Linked DNA regions of Mus musculus: region 1 is linked to region 2. A link is a contact called in public Hi-C data. All regions are on one chromosome and are shown on one strand. Each heading gives the region's core, a stretch centred on a gene start, on an enhancer-like site or on the middle of the called end of the contact. The rest is flanking DNA. Distances are from core to core; before and after follow the strand shown. Region 1 holds the start of Grk1 (G protein-coupled receptor kinase 1). Region 2 overlaps Tfdp1 (transcription factor Dp 1).

Region 1 (5,217 bases), core at 1,993-4,492, 52 kb after region 2:
ATTTCCTCAAGGGAGGCTCCTTTCTCTGTGGTAACTCCAGCCTGTGTCAAGTGAACACACAGAACCAGCCGGTACACAGTTGGACCTTCATTCGAAAAAAAATGCCTCAGCTGAGTTTCAAGCCTTTCCCCCAGACGGAGGTGGATTGCGAGCTTGCATTAACAGAGGAAGTAAAAAGCCGTTAGGGAAGACGTGGGAGGAGCCAAACCAAACCAAACCAACAAACCCACCACCTCAGGTGGAGAAGACACCTGAAGGGCACCATCCGACAACGGGCTGGGCACGCGACCAACATGTGAAGGATTCTTCAGATTCAAAACCCAAGCAGTCTCCCAGTTACAATATGGTGGAAAGATACTAGATACTTCAAAGTGGAGGCATGGCTGTCCCTCTGGCCTATAGGAAAGTGCTCTGTGTGGCTCACTCTTGGGGAAAGGCAAATTAAAATCATAAAGAACAAAGACATAATTTCATGTTCAGGAAAATGGGTGGAGTCAGAGCTCAGCATGTTAAGTGAAATAAGGCAGTCAGAAAGACAAGTGCCGCAGGCTTTCTAACATATACAGAAGGTAGATAAAATCGGAGCAAAAACACTCCCTGGAATGGGAGTAGAAGAGGGAGCACTAGGAGGGAAATCACTGGGGAGAGGACAGGAGGCCAGAGAGTTAATAGGGAGGGAATGTGCTCAGAGAATGTTACACATGCATGAAAATGTCACAGTGAAGCTCACTGTCTTGTACAATTAATATGTGTTAATGAAAAACATTAGCAGGGTAGAATGGCCAATCCTGGTGAGAATGTGGGTGTCAGGCTCTGAGGGCTGCTGGTGAGACAGGAAGATAGACAAGCTGGAAATCAGTTTGTCAGTTTCTTATCGCAAACACAGAGCTACCCAGAATTACACTCCCAGACATTTTTCCCGGAGAAGAAGGAATTTACACACACACACACACACACACACACACACACACACACACATTATGTGTAACAATTTAAACCTGGGTGACTGGTTAGGACACAGAGCAACTACACAGAACATGGAACAACATTCAGCCACAAGAAGGAGAGACCCATGGGCACCTCCCTTCCATTCCTAGAGGATTCTTCAAGAGGGAAAAGCTCTCCCAAAAGTAGTTCCCAAAAGGGCCCACGCTCACACAGCCCCCTTCCAGTGGTACAGTTCAACCACAGGGAGCAGGCCTGTGGGTCCCTGGGGGCAGTGGGTGTGGGAAAGGCTTTGTCTACCAAGGGCAGCTCAAGGGCTCTGGTGCCTTGCTGAGTCCACTGCTGAGATGCTGTGGTGAAAATTGGGGAGCTATTACTGTGGAGGCACCCCTCTCCCTACTTTACCTCCTTCCTCTCTCCTCCCTCACCCCCACAACTGTATGTGCTCTGCCATTATCTCAAGAGTTTAACTGAACAAGGATACTCAGAGAGTATACCCTCCCCCCTCTGAATAGTCTGGCCCGGGAACCGAACTCATCCTACTTTGGTGGCAAATTCTCCTCAGCCCCTTCTACCATGGACCTTCCTGGTATGAAGGTTGCCTGGGATTCCTCAGCCCCAACCCTCTCCTGGTCCTGTTCTGCAGCTTCGATGTGAGTCACCTGGGAACCTGCTAGAGACGGAGGCCTGAGCTCCCCCAGGCCCTCTGAGGCAGGTGGAATATGGATTTCAGTGCTCTGGGTGGCTCTCCTAGCAAGGTACCCCATGGTAAAGCACCATGTCCCCTTTGGTCATGATTGGTGTGGGAGTCAGCTACGGTCTTGTCCAAGGTCACCAGCTACTTAGGTGGCAGGGCTGGGACTAGCACAGGTCACCCCAAGAGAATGAGATCGCGTTTACCTCAAATATTTACTTGCCAGTCTTCCTGTCACAAGCCCTTGCTAGGTGGTGGGTGTGTGTGGCAGGGGTGGGGGTTGTCATTCACCAGAAGGCTCTCCGTTCATGGCCTTAGTCACAACAGAAGGCCCTGCCCCCACCTGAAGCGCCCCACTGCCCTTCAGAGAAAGGGGGGTGGGCTGAATATTTCTTTAACCTCCTGACTCGGGTTTCCCAGGTTTCCTTTATTCTCACACACCTTTCTCCTCCCTGTAAGTGCTCACTCCTGTGGCTCCCCCTCACACTGTCAGCAGTACCTACAGACATGACAGACGTGGTCCCCAGGAGATGGTGACATGCCCAGGTGTGTCCTGGATGTGACCAGGGTCTGAGCTGGGTCCCCAGTATGCCCAGATGAGTCCCTGCTGTGTCATATCTGTCTTCGGTGCACCCTTGCCCTGAGTCCTAGATGCACCCTGGGCACATGTCTCATGCATCTTCTGGCTCAACAGGGAACTTGACATGATGTCCTGTGGGTCTCCTGTACCCTATCCTTGTCCTCTGTCTTTGGCAAGTCTGCAAGGAGAACACTTGCTTCCTCAACATGTGCCTGCGGTTTCGCCTACAGACAGGGACCCTGGTCACTGTGGGCTTCCCCTCTAGATTCCTGATATCAGGAGGCTTCTTCCTGGCTACTTTCTTAAGGATAAAAATTAAAAAGTATGTGGGGGTGGCACAGGGGGACTGGGCTGGAGAGATGGCTCAGTGGTTAAAAGCACTGACTGCTCTTCCAGAGGTCCTGAGTTCAATTCCCAGTAACCACATGGTGGCTCACAACCATCTGTAATGGGATCCAATGTCCTCTTCTGGTGTGTCTGATGACAGTGACAGTGTACTTACATAAATAAAATAAATCTTTAAAAAAAATCGTATAGAAAACAACCTGGAAGCCACATACAAATGGAGTTTCTCCTGGGACTGACAGACTACCTTCTACCCCAGACTCACGTCTCAGCAGGACACAGACAAGTCCTGTCCACCTGCCAAGGCCAGGGGAGGATAGAACTGTTCCCTATGGCCTTCCCGGAGCCTTTGGTGTGCCCTTCCCTAGGGAGCAAGAAGGCAGCACCAGAGGGAGACAACTGAGCTGAACTCTAATCCGATTTGGAGCAGCTTAGGGGATTGTCTTTTTCTGGCACCTTCTGGTCACCCCTAAGGTGTCCTCAGTGACCCCAGGGCTGGGATTTAGTTAGATACTTGTCAGCCCTGGTCTCCCTGGGCCTCTCAGTGGGTTCCCAAGCACCCTGGCCAAGGCTGCATATCTCCCTTGTCCTACAAGGGCAGGGACAGGCCATAGGCCAAGGGCGTAGGGTCAAGCCTGCTTTGGCTGCTGGTGCCTTGAGAATGACTTCAGCTTATGGGTCTTAATACTTGAAGTGGACACAGGGCATCAGCAGGATGGATTTCGGGTCCTTGGAGACCGTGGTGGCCAACTCTGCCTTCATCGCTGCCCGGGGCAGTTTTGACGGAAGCAGCACACCGTCTTCCCGAGACAAGAAATATCTGGCCAAGCTCCGGTTGCCCCCACTGTCCAAGTGTGAGGGTCTCCGTGACAACCTCAGCTTGGAGTTTGAGAGCCTGTGCTCAGAGCAACCCATCGGCAAGAGGCTCTTCCAACAGTTCTTGAAGACAGACGAGAGACATGTGCCAGCTCTGGAGCTCTGGAAGGACATTGAGGACTATGACACTGCTGATGATGACCTGAGGCCACAGAAGGCACAAGCCATCCTGGCTGAGTACCTGGACCCACAGGGCACACTCTTCTGCAACTTTCTGGACCAGGGCATGGTGACAAGGGTGAAAGAAGGGCCAACTGGGAGCCAGGACGGCCTCTTCCAGCCTTTGCTCCAGGCCACAATGGAGCACTTGAGCCAGGCGCCCTTCCAGGAGTACCTAGAAAGCTTGTATTTCCTGCGGTTTCTTCAGTGGAAGTGGTTGGAAGCCCAGCCCATAGGTGAAGACTGGTTCTTGGACTTCAGGGTCCTGGGAAAGGGGGGCTTCGGGGAAGTGTCTGCCTGTCAGATGAAGGCGACTGGCAAGATGTATGCCTGCAAGAAGCTCAACAAGAAACGGCTGAAGAAGAGGAAGGGCTACCAGGTAGGGAGCCCAGCAAGCAGTAGGATGCCCTTAGGCTAGAGGAATTTCCTGCGGAGGTCTACACGGGCCTTAGCTACTGCGCATGTGTGCTGCCATTTGGACTCCCCCGACACAGGCCGCCACTGGCAGGGCTATAGTCCATCTGTACCATGCTCAGGAGCAGTTCAGAGGGAGAGCTGCAATGGAGCATGTACCTAGTTATCTAGAAACCTCTCTGTACATTCTGGCTCCTGTTGTGATTACATACAGGAGAGTGAGGCAGTCTTCCATCATCAGGTACTGTTCACAAGCGGCAGAAGCCATCTGTGATGCCGCAGTGCAGGACCACTTTTCCTGAACACAGGTTTCTAGGGGACAAGAATGAGTGGAGGACATAGGCAGGCTGCCATGTTTTCATTCCTCCTTTGATGGCGTCAGTGTCTAATTAAGGCAGGATCAGCGAAAGCAGCTTATTGTCCAGGGAACACAGCCCTCCACAGCCCGGCTGTACAGTACAGATAATGCTGTGAAACTCTTAGGGATGAATGCTAGCCCCCAGCAGGTCCCTGTTCAAATAGCAGGTGCAAGTGGAGAGGTGTCAGGCAAATCCAGGGGTCTTTACCAGGGGCCTTGGAGATGCACCTCATGGTGGTCTAATGTTGATCTTTAAATGTTGATCTTTATGGGAGAAGGGAGAGCGGGGAGAGACAGGGAGGAGTGGACGGAGGAAAAACTATGTTTAGGATGTAACGTATGACAGAAGAGAGAAAGAGGTCATGGAATGTGGAAGATAGAGTTTCTTCCTTCCTTCCTTCCTTCCTTCCTTCCTTCCTTCCTTCCTTCCTTCCTTCCTTCCTTCCTTCCTTCCTCCCTCCCTCCCTCCCTCCCTCCCTCCCTCCCTCCCTCCTTTCCTTCCTTCCTTCCTTCCTTTTCTCTTTTTCTTCTTTTCCCCCCCTTGTTTTTCAAGACAGGATGTCTCTGTGTAGACCTGGCTGTCCTGTAATCCACTCTGTAGACCAGGCTGGTCTCAAACTCATAGAGTTCCCCCTGCCTCTGCCTCCTGAGTGCTGGGATTAAAGGCGTGCGCCACCACGGCCCTGCTGAAGGTATATTTTTAGAAAATAGGGCCTTTTAGAAAAAAGGCCATGGTGACTGATTTTGTTTTGAATTTGGAACTATTCATAAAATTGGAAAATGATTTAGCTTTTTCATTTTTATTTAAAGTATCTCAATTAGGGGCTGGAGAAATGGCACAGTGGT
Region 2 (5,455 bases), core at 754-3,253:
GAGTTGAGACCACAAAGCAGGCCATACATGTGTACAATCCTCTGAAAGCTTGTCACCCCTGGCCTGGCACCTGTGTGGAAGGGCTAGTATTTACGGGTCTGTCTCCTGACATCTGGGAGAAAGTAACTTTCAACTATTAAGACAAACAAGTAGAGTTCCCGGGAGAACACAGTCTGCTGTTGCAAGGCTGTGGGGTTGACAGGCAGGCTTGCCAGGTGTGTGCTGCAGGCTCCCTGACAGGTGACCTGGGGACCTCTCTTCCAGGCATCCTCAGAGCTGGCTTCTGGTCCCTTAGGCCACCCACACACTGTGTATTTATGACACAATGTAGTTTTTAACATCTGCTTGTTACTTTCCTACTCCTTTGTCTTCTGTGTCCCCAAAGATGGCAAGAGGTCTCTGCCTGGCTCAGCATGTTTCCTAAGGAGATTGCTGTTCTCATGGTTGTTGTAGAGGGGGTTTAATTCTTAACTCTGCTCATAGATTTTGGCTGGTGAAACAGGAAAGCATGGAGATAACACTTTTCCTAGTGGTTTTTATGAGGGCTTGTATTTGTGACCTCTTGTCTCTGTACTTGGGGTGAACATAAGCGGACACAGGACAAGTGGGAGGCTTAGAAAATGCCAGATCAGGGAAGCCCAGATGTGATGCCAAGGATGCCAGGGGATGGGCTCCCCTGGCAGGACCTTACTACTGCTTCATGGCTGGGATGCTGTTTTGTGCCTTTCAACTTCATAGTCAACATTGTTCCTGCTTAGAGTCAGTGTTTAGGCTTCCAGGCAGTGTCCACACCCACCAGACAGGTGTCCTGCAGAGGAGAGAGATAAACTTGCTGGTAGAGAAATGAACCAGTTGTAAACGGGAAGCTCTCAGGGAAGAGTGGCAGGCCATCCCCTGGGAGAATCCCCTTGAATGAAACCTGGGGTGCGGCTGGGGGCAGCAGTAGCATAGGACATCTCTGCTTTCAGTCTGCATCTGCTACGCACAGCTGCGGGGCTGAGACTGTGGTCACTGGTGATGACTGTGGCCACTCTGGGCTGTCGTTGAGGTTGGTGCTGTCATGTTTGTGAAAGCTGACTATTGGCAAGCACCAGCAAGATTTGCTCTCTGCTGCTTGCTGTTGGTGAGTTGACTGTCCATCATTGTCCTCAAGAAGGGGTGGTTGTGGTCACCATGATCATTGTGGTCATTGTCATCTGCTGCTGCTGCTGTTTATACTACAGGCCTGCCTAGAGCAGGATACACTGAAGAAACCAGCCAGTGTCCGCAGAGCAGTTAATGTTCTCTCCCTGGAAGGTGCCTGGGCTCTCCAGCTTAAAGGTATTACAGGAGAGCAAAGTCTAGAGTAATTACTTCAGTGTCTAATGTACTAATAGAAAGTGGGCAGAGGGGTGGAGGTGTTGCCGAGGACCTTGTGAGTCATGTTGCCACTGACCAGCTGCAACTTTATAGCCTTGGGTGTACCTGGTGTGACCTCTAGAGTATCTGCTTGGTTGGTACTCATTGCTATTCTTTGCCACCTTCCATCACAGTCGCATCTGGCCTCTACTTGGTGTTCCATTGTGGCCCTAATTTGGGAGGGGAGGGAAGGGGAGGGGAGCCGCAGCAGGTCTTCTCTTTGCTGCCCTTCCTCCTAGAGTCAGGAGTGACAGGCAGAGAAGGGTACGGCTCACGTAGCAGCCACTCCTGTTGTGCTGTGTGGCCCTGTCACAGTCCCCCTGATGAGTTGAATCTGCATCAGGAACTCTCTGTTGCAGGGAAGGCTAAGGATGGTTTTTGCTCTTGTCCATCAGTCTCTGGTTTACTATACTTTGTAATCACCTCCAGGCAGGGTGGGTGCAGCTCGAGTGTATGTACACATGAGTATAACTATGCATTCTGGTCATAGAATCCCAGAGCTGTAGTGCGTAGTGTCCACCCTATATAAACCCAGACTTGTTCGGGTCCTTTGGAATATGCTCCATGACTCACGCTTGGCTGTGAGTCACCTGGTGCTGTGTGACAGACATCCTTAGAGCCGAGTGGCTGAAGGTAGCGGTGTCCATACATCTCTGGTCCTGTGCCTCTGTGGGCCAGGATTGAGTGTTGTGACTGGGGATGTTTGTCTTATGATTGAGCACTGTATGGATTTGAAGCTCTCTGGAGTCTTGCCTACTTCTGTGACGGGAATCTCCCCTGCCCACCACAGGCTGCTCACGCGTTCTTGTGACCAGGCTGCCTGCTTCCCAGAGAGAACATGCTGACTGCAAAGGTTGTACTAGCATTTCAGTTTGTGCTATAGCGTTCAGTTCAGTCAGGCCAGGAGCTGGGAGACATCTGTCCCAGTCCATTTGAGCTGCTGTAATAAAGATATAATGGAATCTCCTTGCAAGCCCAAGATCAAAGGCAGATTTAGTGCTTAGCAATGGCTTATGGCTGCCTTTTCTCCAAAGGAGTAATGTTCGTGTGGTTTCTCTGCTGTGTCCCCACATGGTGAAAGGGCACAGCTCTTTGGGTGCCTCTTGTGGGCCTAATCTTATCGCAAAGGCTCTGCCCCTCAGCTTCACCATTTCCTAAATGTCCTATCTCTACTGAAGGGTGTGGGAGGCAGACATTTGGACTGTAGCAGATTGTTCTGGGAGGTTGTCTTCCACCGAACACTGTGGTCTGGGGTACCGAATGCCAGCGTAAATGTAGCAAGCTTCCTGGCATGGTCAGGTCTCTGCTGAAGGCTGCTGGCCTCTAGAGTCAGCTACACAGAGACTTTTTTGCTGGTCTTCAGATCTCTATGAAGAGAACCCCCAGTGGTTTTGTTTTCTAGTTTCCTTTATGGACAGGAGAGCTTGCGTTTCCTTTTTGATGTTGACACCATGTGTTATGAAAGAGTGGCCTCTGCTCGTGAAACGCTGGGACAAGCTGCGGAGGGCCTTAGCTGGCTCCAGGAGCCTTTTGCTGGGTCTTTTGGTTCAGATTTTTTAAAAAGAATTATTTATTAGTTTATTTATATGAGTACACTGTAGCTGTCTTCAGACACATCAGTTTGCATTACAGATGGTTGTGAGCCACCATGTGGTTGCTGGGAATTGAACTCAGGACCTCTGGAAGAGCAGCCAGTGCTCTTAACCACTGTGCCATCTCTCCAGCCCCCTTGGGTAGGATTTTATCTATTGATCTCAGGCCCCTACTTGAAAAGGGGCCGAGGATAAAGCTGTGTATTTACTGCTGGCTCTGGAAAACAGATCTGTTCAAAGCATTGTCATGAAATCATGCCCAAAAGCCAGCAGTCCTCAACTGAGGGCAGTTTTGCAATCTAGAGATACTTTGTTTGTCATGCTGGGAGGTACAACTGGCAGGTAGTGAGAAGTAGTCGGGGTGTTGTTGAGCTCACTGTAGTAAAGGATAGCCCCTCCTGGGAGCTATACAGGGGACCCTGTGGGATACAGCTAAGCAGAACAGCTTTCGTGGGGGTGCTTACTTGGGGTTCGGGGGATATAGTTACCCTTGTTTGCAGACATGGATGGATGGTGGGGGACAGACTTAAGTTGGGCAGTCCTCCCTGGCTTCATGGCTTCCTCTTTCCTTCATCTTGGTCCATTGCTTCACGATTACCTTTGAACCATCAGGCGCCACACTGAGACTTGTGGAAAAAATCTGCCTGTTCACTACGTGTCTGACCCTGCACAGGTTCTGCTGGCTGCTCCTGGCCAGTGAGCTCTATGAGGCCTGTTTAAGGAAGGAGGACTGATTTTGAGGGAGCGACCCTATTGGGTCAGGTGGATGTTAAGTGGACCATCTGTGTCTCTCGAGTGTCGTCTCTCCCTCCAGTGAGGCAGCATCCACAGCTGCGATGGGATGGTAGGCCCCGTGTCAAGGCTGGGTGTGGCCTGGGAGGAGGAGGAGCGCAGGGCGGCTGAGGGACTGGCTAGGGCGCCTGTCCACCCTGCCTTCCTTTACCTCGGGATGATCTGTACTGTGGTGGATGTCAGACTGGTTTCTGTGAGTGGTAATATAATGAAACTTACAGACACAAACATGGCGCAGGGCTGAATCCCAGCACTGGGTTGTCTGTTAGCTGCTGTATTCCTAGGCAGTACTCCTGTGTGGTGGACTCCCTGATGGACAAGGAGAGGTGATTCGGTCCAGAGTGTCCGCATTTGCCTTTTCTGCCAGTGACAGCAAAGGCTGCTGCTCTCCCAGGCTCACCCCAGGGTACTCTGCCCTGCACTGCATGGGTGGGCAAGCCAGTGGTCAGGAAGGATACTTGCAAAGAAGTAGCTTGCTGACTTTGCTCTGCAGCTCTCTGTAGAACAAAAGCTGTGGGGGGGGATGAAGGGGGGGTTGGGTGGTATAGTCAGTAGGTGACAGAATGATCCTACTTGTTCAGATCCAGCCAGTGGTGACACATAGAGGCTGAGATAGGAATAATGTGTGGTGACTGTACCAGGAGCCCCACCCCCTCCTAAGCCCGTGGTGCTGATGGAGCCTGGGAAGTGAACACTGCTTTGAGCTATAATTGTTATAATTGCTAAAACTGGGACTCAGGGTCACTAGACCTGTTCCAAATCTCCAGGCTGTATCTACCTGGGCTGACTCACTGGCCCTGGGGGCTTGGCCTTTGCCTCCGAGCCGTTCTTTTCCTGCTGGCCTGGCCCACCTGGTGTTAGCCCCAGCCTGCGTCTGTTTAGCCTGCCTAATGTGGTTGGCTTTGGCATTCAGCTTCAGAACTTCTTGTTCATAGCACAGATTTCCCTGCAGTTTCATGCCGGGCTGTACCCATCTGTTGGTCTTCTTTGCTCAGTCTTAACATCCTGGTTTACCCACCTGGCTGTGCCCACCTGGCCCTAACCTCTGTGGCCTCAACCTCTGGCATTTCCCTGGTTTTACTCATTGACTGTAGACATCTTAGCCTGCCTACTGTTCTTTCTTTCCTGCCTCTTGTGATGTGGACCTACAGACAAGGCCTCGTTTTTCTATCATTGCGCCTGCAGGTCTCACCCATCCTGCTGTAACTTCATGCCCGCCCATCCTAATCTTCCTTTTGCCCTGGGCTAGGGGACCTTACCTGCCTGCTGTGTTTCTAATCTCCTAGATTTACTCTACTGGCTTCCCAACCTGGTCCTCTCAATTTGTCCCTTGTACCTAGAATGGTTTTTTAAGTGTTTGCTTTTTCGTTTCGGTAGTGCCGGAGTTGGAGCCTGAGACCGTGAACATGGCTGGAAGCAGCTGTGCTAACACTGAAGCGCAGGCCTGTCAGCTGTGGGCTGCTGTGTCCCCATCAGCCTACACTGGGTTCTTCTCCACCTGGATTACCTCATACAGCTCTACCCACTGGGCTCACGCAGCCACCAAGTCTCAGCCCTGCTCATTTCTTGCATTAAACCCCTCCCTGAGCCCTGTGGCTTCACCAGGCCCTGCCTACTGGCCTTACCCACCCAACCAGTATCTTAGGTTTTCCTGGTGTTATCTTAATTCATAG

What was found. A called contact is a pair of places that touch in the nucleus more often than the background predicts.
Region 1: a contact with region 2 is called in a Hi-C map of rod photoreceptor, with 2.2 times the contacts expected there. The contact joins the promoter of Grk1 here to the enhancer-like site in region 2. A contact is called at or near these places in 1 of 39 promoter capture datasets (the 3T3-L1 cell line), 2 of 484 Hi-C or Micro-C datasets (nephron progenitors and rod photoreceptor) and 3 of 9 other capture datasets (adipose tissue, liver and pancreatic islet).

The regions. Positions count from the first base shown.
Region 1 is chr8:13,401,839-13,407,055 of GRCm38.p6, forward strand. Grk1 (G protein-coupled receptor kinase 1) reads left to right here and starts at 3,243. Exons shown (of 7, transcript NM_011881.3): 1 at 3,243-3,978. The coding sequence starts at 3,280.
Region 2 is chr8:13,350,803-13,356,257 of GRCm38.p6, forward strand. All of the region lies in intron 2 of Tfdp1 (transcription factor Dp 1), which reads left to right. Among named protein-coding and RNA genes, the nearest start is that of Tfdp1, 15 kb to the left of the region's middle. Within about 2 kb of position 2,004, at least 86 of the 459 cell types and tissues checked have an H3K27ac peak or open chromatin away from gene starts, as enhancers often do. A contact at or near this core is called in liver and rod photoreceptor, where this site is marked.